Linked DNA regions of Anas platyrhynchos: region 1 is linked to region 2. Evidence: chromatin contacts called from public Hi-C data. All regions are on one chromosome and are shown on one strand. Each heading gives the region's core, a stretch centred on a gene start, on an enhancer-like site or on the middle of the called end of the contact. The rest is flanking DNA. Distances are from core to core; before and after follow the strand shown.

What was found. A called contact is a pair of places that touch in the nucleus more often than the background predicts.
Region 1: a Hi-C map of skeletal muscle shows a contact between it and region 2, with 3 times the contacts expected there. The contact joins two enhancer-like sites. A contact is called at or near these places in 2 of 8 Hi-C or Micro-C datasets (skeletal muscle and subcutaneous adipose tissue).

The regions. Positions count from the first base shown.
Region 1 is chr3:69,076,816-69,081,532 of IASCAAS_PekinDuck_T2T, forward strand. SLC35F1 (solute carrier family 35 member F1) reads right to left here. Exons shown (of 9, transcript XM_038177344.2): 9 at 2,160-4,717. Among named protein-coding and RNA genes, the nearest start is that of PLN, 93 kb to the left of the region's middle. Within about 2 kb of position 2,691, at least 1 of the 8 cell types and tissues checked has an H3K27ac peak or open chromatin away from gene starts, as enhancers often do.
Region 2 is chr3:68,970,197-68,975,315 of IASCAAS_PekinDuck_T2T, forward strand. All of the region lies in intron 3 of CEP85L (centrosomal protein 85 like), which reads left to right. Among named protein-coding and RNA genes, the nearest start is that of PLN, 13 kb to the right of the region's middle. Within about 2 kb of position 1,750, at least 2 of the 8 cell types and tissues checked have an H3K27ac peak or open chromatin away from gene starts, as enhancers often do.

The DNA.
Region 1 (4,717 bases), core at 1,441-3,940, 110 kb after region 2:
CTAGGCAATTGCCTGAGGGCATTGTACATATTCAGGAGTCACAGAAAAGTCAACTCTGGCTCAGTGTTATAAATGATAATCTAAAGTAGAACAAAATTTATAAGTCCAATAAAATCAACTTCACCTAGTCTCAATTTACAAATATTTGTCTTGCATATGTGATAGGCTATATGTATTTTTTAAAGAGGTTCTTTAACATTAGGCTATAAGTGGCCAAATTCTGACATTTTGAATACCAGATGAACTCCTTTAATAATTTTGAATAAAAAATGGAACTTCTAGGATAACAACAACAACAAAATGCTGCCAAACAATGTCAAATTTATTCTTTTAAAACAGAAGGTCTGCACAGAGCACTGACTTTCCATTCTGAACCTCATAATTTACTTGTAGCCAAATTTTGCTTCCTCCCTCTCATTGCTTTACAGCATCAGGAGCTCTTACTTGCCTAAGGGAAACTGTGGTGAGATCAGCAACACCTCCCTGTACCCAACAGAGAGACCTCACGGGGCCACGGACCAACCGTGGTGTTTTCCAAGGCTAATCAGTCAATTCCCAGCCCTATGGAAAGGCCTTCCTCCACACAGCTGACTTTTTTATTAATAAGTGCAGTGGTACTTATTATTAACTTACCTTGCACTTCAGGCTGGAGCAGGAGGATGACATTTCCAATGCTCTTACTCCAATGTCATCATTACCGCTGTGTTGTTAGCATGTGGTACCCACTTTGCAATTGCTGTGGCAACAGGTCAGTGGCTGCACAAACAGAAGTGTGCCCTTTTGCAGAGTTTCTGCATACATTTTGTCTTAAATTGAGGAGCAGTCTTAGAATAACTCTTATACCTGTAAAAAATATTGCTTCCTGAATCATATGCTATAGCATATTGCTGTTAAGCAGGCAGTATTTCCAGTGTTTTGGAGAGCTAGCTCTAAACAAACAAAGCCAAAAGAGGACTGGTAGTTTTAAGGTGAATGTGTGTCCTTCAGTGTGGAACATTTGTTGTTAAGTAAATAAACATCTATTTATACCTATTCATAATCAATTGAAAGAGTTATTTCAAGCAATTACTGTTGGTATGACTCAAGCACCCAGGCTAAATTCTAGCCAGACAATAAAAGGATTTTATTTTATTATTATTATTTTTTTTTTCTAAAGCTTGACAGGTTTTTGAGCAGATTTGGAGGAAAATACAAATCAACTGTTAACATGGTAAAGCCATGCACAGTAACTCCACTTCTGGAGCTTTTGATGACTTAGGAGACATTCACACTGCAAAAAGAGACATAAACCAGCATATTGCTGCAGCACTGCTGGCTTTGCAGTGTGTGGGACTCCATCCAGTCATGGTGCAGAGGGAGGCTGGATACGAGACCACCACCTTCCATTCCCTTTTCTACTCTTTGGCAAAGAAGTATGTGAGAAATACTGACGCGAAGTTTCTGTGGAGACATCAGGCAAAGCTGGATGGACAGATGCACATGCTGACAAATACTTTTAGAGGTCAGTACATGTTCACAAAATCCTTTGCTCTCACATACTTACACTCTTTCTTTTCCTTCTTCCCAGACAGACTTCAAATGATCCAGTCTTGTTTTATTTCTTTCCCCAGTTCTGCTCCTCCTGGCACACCTCTTCCCCCTCTATTTTGTCTCCATCCTTTCTTTCCTTGTTCCATGACTCTCCAGGGAGCAGTACTGTGCAGGGCAGAGAGGCTGAGGTTGAAAGGCTGGGTGAGGTGGCTGCAGATGCTCAGTAACCACAGCTCTCCAGCATCACACACACGAGTATATTGCCCCATATTAATTCTAGCATGATTAACCATGTCAAGAGGACAGCAGTGGAGCACTTCTATGTCTAAATGAGGGTGACTAATGTCAGGATATTAGAGGTAGCCACAGCAGCATTGCAGAGACAGAGGAGACCATGTATGCTTCAGGACCAGCACCTGGGGGCCAGGTAGAATACCTGAGGATGTCTGATGGCACATGTTTAGCACCTGAATTACACCCTTGGAAGGAGTTGTACCTTAACTACTTCTCAAGGGAAAGAAGTCCTCAACATACCAAACAATTATGCCCTGCAGTCAAGATTTACACTTCAGAAAAAATCATTTGAGGCTAAGAAACCAGTAAGGAAGCAGACAAATAAAATAATAACCCTGCTTTCATAAAGCATTTATTTTTTTATTTGAAAACATTATACAGGCATTACATTGCCACAGCCAGTCCATATAGGAGCATGCAAATATCAAAATGAAGAAAGGTTTGTTCAGCTTTCTGATGCAGGATTTGGGGTTGGGATTCTGTTTGCTTGGTTTTGTTTTTGGTTCATGTTCCCATCTGCGGTGTCAAGATTAGTGTGCTTTATTATGGCATTTAACAGTAAAATCCTACCCATGGGGTAAAATTTATATTTGTAGCTAGCTTAGGAATACTAAATGGTTTAAAAAAAAAAAAAAAAGAAAAGAAAACAATACTACACGCTTGTCAAAATGTTAATAGCACAAGTTAGCAATCTCTACACTATACATTGAAACTTTTTCATATGACACAGTGGTGCAAAATTTTCAATTGCTTGGTCTTTTGTTGTGTTGTTTTGAAAGTTTATAGCTGGAACAAGGACAAGGTCTGTCTCCCAGTGAAGGTTTTCATCCAGTAGCAGAAAATTACATCAGTCTTGCTAAGGGCTGCTCAGTGCCAGCAGTATATCAGGGTTTCAGTCTGTTCAGGCAAGGATCTACACAGAACTAGTGATGTCCTAATGCAACACGGAGAGTAGCTGCCAGTTAGATAGCTGAACCTCTGCTGGTGTGTACTGAGGTCTTGAACTGCAGGAAACAAGCAGGTAGAAGTAATGCTTTCCTTCACTAGACCTCAGCTTTTCAGTCAACACAGTTACTTGTAAAGCTATACTACTGTCTTCCTTTGAGGTCCATCGCTCAGCACACTGGTGGTAATTGAAGTTCACACCTTTCTTAATGGGAGAGCAGAAAGTGAAGCAGCCCCACTCTGCATGTGAAACTCCCCCTGTGCAAGTAACATGGGGGATGGTGGCTGGGTGCAGAGTGCACACCCAAACATTCGTATCTTATTTCCGTACAACAGAGCCTTTTAAAATAGACTACAAAAACAGCTCTGGATGGCACGACGCAGACACCCCATGGTTTGCAAACTCCTGTATGTAAAAACTCCCAGTCCGGTGAACTGCCCAGGACATGCCTTCTGCCCAGCTCTTTCTGAGAAGACTCCAACAAACATCTACAAGTTAGTGTCAGAAAAATGAAGAGGGGTAGGCGGAAGGACTACAAACATTTGGCTTGAAAATAAATACTAATAATGAAATAAACCAAAAAGAAGGAACTGTAAACATGGAACAAACACACACACCATCCTCAAAGGTCTCAAGACCAACATGGGGACTAATGTTCAGAGAAAGGTATTTAATTGGTATAAAAGGTAGCAAAAACACTGAGATGACATGTGCCCGCCAGTGTGCCTCCAAGCACCTGAGAGAGCCGTGGTGATTGTGACCAAAGCCCCTGCTCCTGGAGAAGGTATGAAACCTGCCTCAGGTGGAAGCTCTCCCTGGGCTTGACCCAAGGACGTTTGCTGGCCCACTGTGCACAAGGGCCTCACCCAACCATATGCTTCCCACATGGGTTTCCACCCTGCAAACCTCTCCCTGAAGTATCAGGTGATCATTCTTGTGTGGGGGTGTTTTTTGTTTTGCTTTCTTTTCTGTGAATCATGTAGTATTTAGACTTTCCTTAACAACTCCAGAAAATGTACTGATATTTCTCTGTGGGAATCCTCAGAGCTTTAAAAGAAAAAAGAAAAATCTTGGGAAGATGAAGGAGGATTCAAAGGAGTTGGACTCGATGATCCTTGTGGGTCCCTTCCAACTTAGGATATTCTATAGTTCTATGATTCTATGGATGCTAAAAAAGATTAAAAAAAAAAAAAAAAGGCAATGAAAAAAAAAAAAAAACTACCTATAATTGTTATGATTTTAAAACCAGGAAATCTTAATTGAAGATTCTGGAATGTCTGGGGGCATGGTTCCACAAGACCCTTCCCTCAGCTGCAGTGGGAGCCTAGCAGGCAGCCTAAACACAATGGGACAGAAATCAACTCTTCTCCTCACCCACAGCAAGAGTAAGATAAAACATACATCTGCTGTTCAGTAGCATTTTGGCATTTGTCACTTCACGTATATTTGTACATGTAGTTTTCCCAGTCTGCTTCAGGGAAGTCCCTTCTATATTACAGCAGAACAGGACTATAAAAGATGGATGTTACCTCAGCAGAAATTCATCCTGCTTGGTTGAACTGTGGCCTTTCTAATCTCCAGAGTACAGATTTTTCTTTTTTAAAGGGAAATAGGAAAGTTGCATTTTTCAAACATGAAGACCTACATTTTCACTTTAGACAGACTTCTTCAGCAGAATGACATTCAAATCAAATTCATCTTATGTGCCCACAAGCAAAATATTCATCAGTCTTCTGTAAACCCCATTTTCAAATACAATGAATATATACATGCTTTTACAGCACTGTTGTGTACTTCTTAAACTCCTTTCTTCTAAAGATCCCAAAACGTTTTAAAGTAACTTGGTCCTATAGCACCCCTGTGAGGTAGGTCAAATATCTTTATTCCCTTATATACAGACTGGGAAATGCAGCCACACAGAAGGTAAGTCATGCCCAAGACGATGCA
Region 2 (5,119 bases), core at 500-2,999:
CATTTTGAGGACTGATCACGCAGGAGTAGCTACTGGGCTTAAAAAAAAAATCTGTTTGTAGGCAGTTTTCTTATGCTCATAACAGACAAGTGGAGACCTTCTACCCTGCTAAATTCTGAATTAGAGTTTATGTTAGAAAATAAGATTTCTTTTACGTTGAGCTTCAATTCAAAATGTATTACAGCCCTTAAAAGCTGTTCCAGGATTACTGACTGTCAGAATTAAAACTCTTCACTTCCTTTAGAGGCTGAATGTGACTGAACCCAGCATCTACCTGTTGGTTTCCTATCAGGCTTTGCTCCCCGAATTAGAAATCCTCTCATGTGCCGTTCCCCTTCCAGTTGTAAACCATATGTAAAGCATTTACTTTACTGAGATACTCCTTCACGGCAGGCTGTGATTTACAGCAGTAGAAAAGGTGGTGTAGATCTGCAAACCTCAGGGAAGGTGCATTGTTAATCTGTGGTGTGACGTGTGTGGGTTTCTGGAGGAAATCTTCAAGAAGGATCTGGTCTGTGCTTGTTGCCAAACATCACGGAGTTATGTAAGAAAGCTCTTTTCTCCAGGCAATGTGCACTGTTCAATGCAAACATTTCGAAGATGAGCATTCTCCCATTCTCCTACACACTTCCAAGGAACAGATTTTAATGGCATTTCAGAAAACAAACAAACAAACAAAAAAAACTTCCACGCAGAATTTCTATTTCACCATAAATGTCATTACTTTCAATGTACAGCTGATCTTTTAGTCTTTCAGCAGACACGACCATTCTAATACTTTATAAAAATTGTATTTAAAAGCCCAAGGTAAATAATGGTTAGGAATAGGTTAAAGAGAGAAAATGCTTATAATGCACGACGGGTTCCCATTTGTTGAGCTGGGAGGATGTACAAATCTGGCTGCATGAAGGCCATATGTGTGCATAGAAATGCATTTCTTAAAGCCCGTCTCCTGTGGGAGATGATACAGTAAGAAAGGCTTCAGAAGGTTTCAGAAGCTTTCTGTCTGTTTATTGACTCTGGTCGTGTTGTGGGCCTGATAGGATGAACCTGGTTTTGTTCCAGTTCATGGGGCATCTGGATGGTTTCCTCGTGGTGAGCTAACTTGTGTCAGAATGTAGCAGAGAGAATAGATGGAAATGGCTTAAGAGCATCTTTTTCCTTTAATGCATCTGGTTTCCTGTTTCTTCTTTAATGAGGAAAACACTGCCTTGTTTATACCACATATATATATATATATATATATATATATATATAAAACAGCTACTGCGAATTAAATGTTAATGCAGTGAGAAATTAAGAGATGCTGCAACAGTTGCAATGGTCATTTCGAAACAAGTAAACCACGTGCATACCTAAAGATTGGCAAACACTACCTAAAACTTTAATTGGAAGAAAAAGTTACAGCATGCTTCAAATAACATTGTTGCCACAGAAAATTGTATTCTTAAATCTGAACTTGAAAGTAGTTCTTATGATCCTGACAGGTCTGAAGACTGGAAAAAAATTAACATCATTTTTCCCATGTCATGTTTCCATGAAACCATACTTATAAGCAAGATAAAGCTTTATAATGTGAAAAATTATCACCTATAGTTAACAGGATTAATTCAATACTGTGAGCTTTTGTGTTGTTTCTTTTGCAGTGAAGTTGGCAGTAGTCTGACAACTGGGCTCCCACTCCTAGTGAACGTGTGGGCTCAGGCTAAGTGCTGGCAGATGATGGTAAACCACGCTTGGACCGTGCCTGATTGCAAAAAGAGGCTTGGCGTTGGTTAGCTGGTAACTCTGCCAGTTCTGTGCGTCATCTCAGGCAAATGTTTCCACAGTTGTTTAAGATTCTGTAATTTTCATCGTTGGCTGGGAGAAGTTTGGGGTAGCCACACGCTAATAGCAGAGATTCTTACAGGCTTTGTGTGTGATTTTTGAGTTGGAAATAAGTGGTAGGTGGAGTTGGTAGACTCATCTCTGTCCTTTTATTTGAAAGGAATTCATGATTTATTTTTTTCAATGCTAACCCATTTAATTCATTTGAGCTGTTCAGTTGTCACAGCGGTTTCCCTAAGATAAGGAGAATTTTGTATGTACAGAAGAACATCCATGAAATAAGCTGCGTGTGATCCCAAGGAGTGTACCAGTGAATTGCCTTTTTGCAGGGAAAACCATTTCTACTCTTCCTTAGATGAGAGTGGGCTTCATAACAATTCCTGTGGATTGGTTATGTTTCGTGCCATCTCTTATCAGTGTCAAGCACCAGTAGAAATCCTTCTAAACAATACGCAACAACAGAACTGTTAAAACGTATATTCCATGTATATAACTCTACAGCTGTTTTTTTAAAAGCAGAATATTTCAAGATAACCAAAATAAATGACAAAGTGGTTACAGTGATAGAGCTGTGCAAAGTTTTCTGCTCTAAATACAAACAGGAATTGATATTATTGTATCGACATAAAAAAGCTGTAGATGCGTAGCTTACAGAAGCTATTTTAGATGTTTATTGCACATACTTCAAAGCACACGAGAGAAAAAACTTCATTTTGCCTGTCCGTGCTGCCCCACGCCACAGTGCCCGTGCGCTGGAGGACGCAGAGCAGCGTGGAGGCCTGTTTGTGGTGGGACCTGCGTGAACTTTGCCTTTCCCTCAGCACATTGTCTTTTCCTTTGGAAAGTCTCTTCACAGATCCAACTCAGACGGGTCTGCTGCAGGTTGCAGTTGGTTTAGCTTCAGCAGCAGTTGTCTGGAAACCCCGAGCGTGGCCACGAGTAGATCAGCTCCGTCACACCGTGAGTGTTTGCGGGAGGTGCTGGGTCAGCAGCGTAGCTGCCAAACCAGGGGTGCTCTGCTGGCAGCAGGCAGCTGGAAACTGGCTGTTCCCCCATCCCATGGGTGTCCCATGTGTGTTTTGACTGCTAACACACGTGTATGGTGTTAAATGGACTGCACAATACACGTCTGGTGGTACACCTGGTTCCCAATGCGTGTTTGGGAAAGAGATGCTAACGGTAGGCTGCTTGGCCCCAGTGTAGTGTCTGTTATCTACTTCTGGCCACCTTCTCTCCCTGCATGTCTTAGGTGTGTAGAGCTACCTTCTGGGCAAACTATGCCAGTAGAAGCGAGCTCTCGTTGGTCACTGCCCTTCCCAGGGACTGTGGGCGAAGCAGAGCATCCCGCGAAGGTCCCGTGAGGAGCTCACCTTGCAGCTTGGGGGTAGGACGAGCAATGGGTAGCTCTGGCAGGTAACAAGTGGAGTGTCAAACGCAGCCTGAGGGCTCCTGCACTGCACGCTTGCCCTGTGCACAAGAGGTAAATCTGACCTGTTGGGGACGTAGCATGCTCACTGCTGTGTGGGTGCACAGAGTGCTTACCTGCACAGAGGTGTTCAAGGCTTCCTGAGCACAGGTGTGGCACCCTGTGCTAACATCCCTTCTCTTCTGTTTTTGCAGCTGCTTCTTTCGATACTGCTGTGTAACACAAATGGCTTCTGGCTTGTAAGGTGTTGCTGTGAACCATGGGTGTCAAAAAAGAGGTCCCTGATAATTATACTTTCATATTTGAACTTATCTAACTCCCAGCTGCTGCAGGCTGCAGTTGATGGCCATTCTTCCATCTACAGCATCCCCGCTTTTGCTCTCCACAGGAAATTTGATGCGTGCTGTCAACCCCGTGTAGGTGTTTCGTTCTGCCTTCCTGTCGTATTTTTGGTGAAGTATGCATTCTGTGGAAACCCCATTTTAAAAATCTGATTTCCGCTTTACCCTTTGCGGAAATTTTGTGCCTTGAAGGCTGCTGATTGTTTGCAGACCTTTAAATGCAGGTCAGCTGTAGGAACGAGGAAACTGAAGTAGCTGCTTATGCACACTTAGATTTCTTCCTCTACTCAGCAGGGCTCTAGATACCTTCTTTAGTCAACGGCAGGACGTAATTTTGTGTAACTTCAGGTTCGCTTTCTGATGAAATAGGTACATGAACACTTTCTCTGTCAGTTATTTCAGTCTTGGCATATTTATGGTCGGATAGTTTGATGTCTTTATGTTATCATTTCAAAAAAAAAAAAACCACAACACCACACCAAACCCCCAGACCAGGATTTGGAGGGAAAAAAAAAGGACCCTCACAGGGGTTCACATCAGCTTCACAAGGATGAATGCGAGCACCAGAACCAGGACAATGAGCAGGAAATTGAGAAGTAAGTTGAGACCTCTGTTGTGAGCAAGATCCATCATGTGCATCTGTCCGCCCTCGTGTGCTTGGAACAGACCCTTGGTGGCAGCTTTGGGCTGCTTGCTGTGTTCGAAGCAGTGCAGATTCACATGAACTCCATTGTGTCCTCAGCTGTTTACCTGTTCTTAGTTTCCGCCACTTAAGAAAAAATTGTTTGTTTACAAAAAACAGATTTTTCCCTTCCAAAAAGGAATCTGAGTGTTCCCAAAGGCCTTCTTGTTTTTCCAAATACCTTAAAAAATAATAAATATTTAAAGTTAATGACAGCTTCCATTTTACTGCTGTGCTTCTGAAAAACTGATTAATGGGGAAAGGACGTGAATTTTATACATTTTGGTTCTTTATTTACTTTTTCCATGTGCATGGAACTTTTCAGGACCCACTGGGAATAGTCATTCTGTTGGAAATCGGGGTTTATTTAAGACTCCAGCAAAAGATTGTTGAAAAACAACTTATCCAAGATCTTTGTAAGTGCTAAATACAGAAATTTTATCTTCTGGGAAAAACGTACCTCTGTTTAGAGGAGCATTTCCTACACTTCTAGGCTTTGGCATCGTGCCGCATGGTAGGTACTGTTTTGGCAACAGCGAGCTGCGTAGGGTTATTTGCAGCTTTACAAATTCCTTATTAAGAATCTAGATTGAGCTGGCACAGGATGGTGCATCCTCGGTGCTTCTACTAGCACGTACGAAATAGCTCATTTAAGATGAAATTAATAACTTAGCAATTCCTGTTTATGTACAGAAATGTGTATATAAAAATGGAGGAAACAAATAGGACCAGTGAGCCCTAACGCTGAAATGTTGCCAGAGCTTCCTTTTAATATTCAGCTGGATTCTGAGGGGAGATCACAAGAGGGCAGTGTTTTATAGTTCTGGATTTTATACAACAATG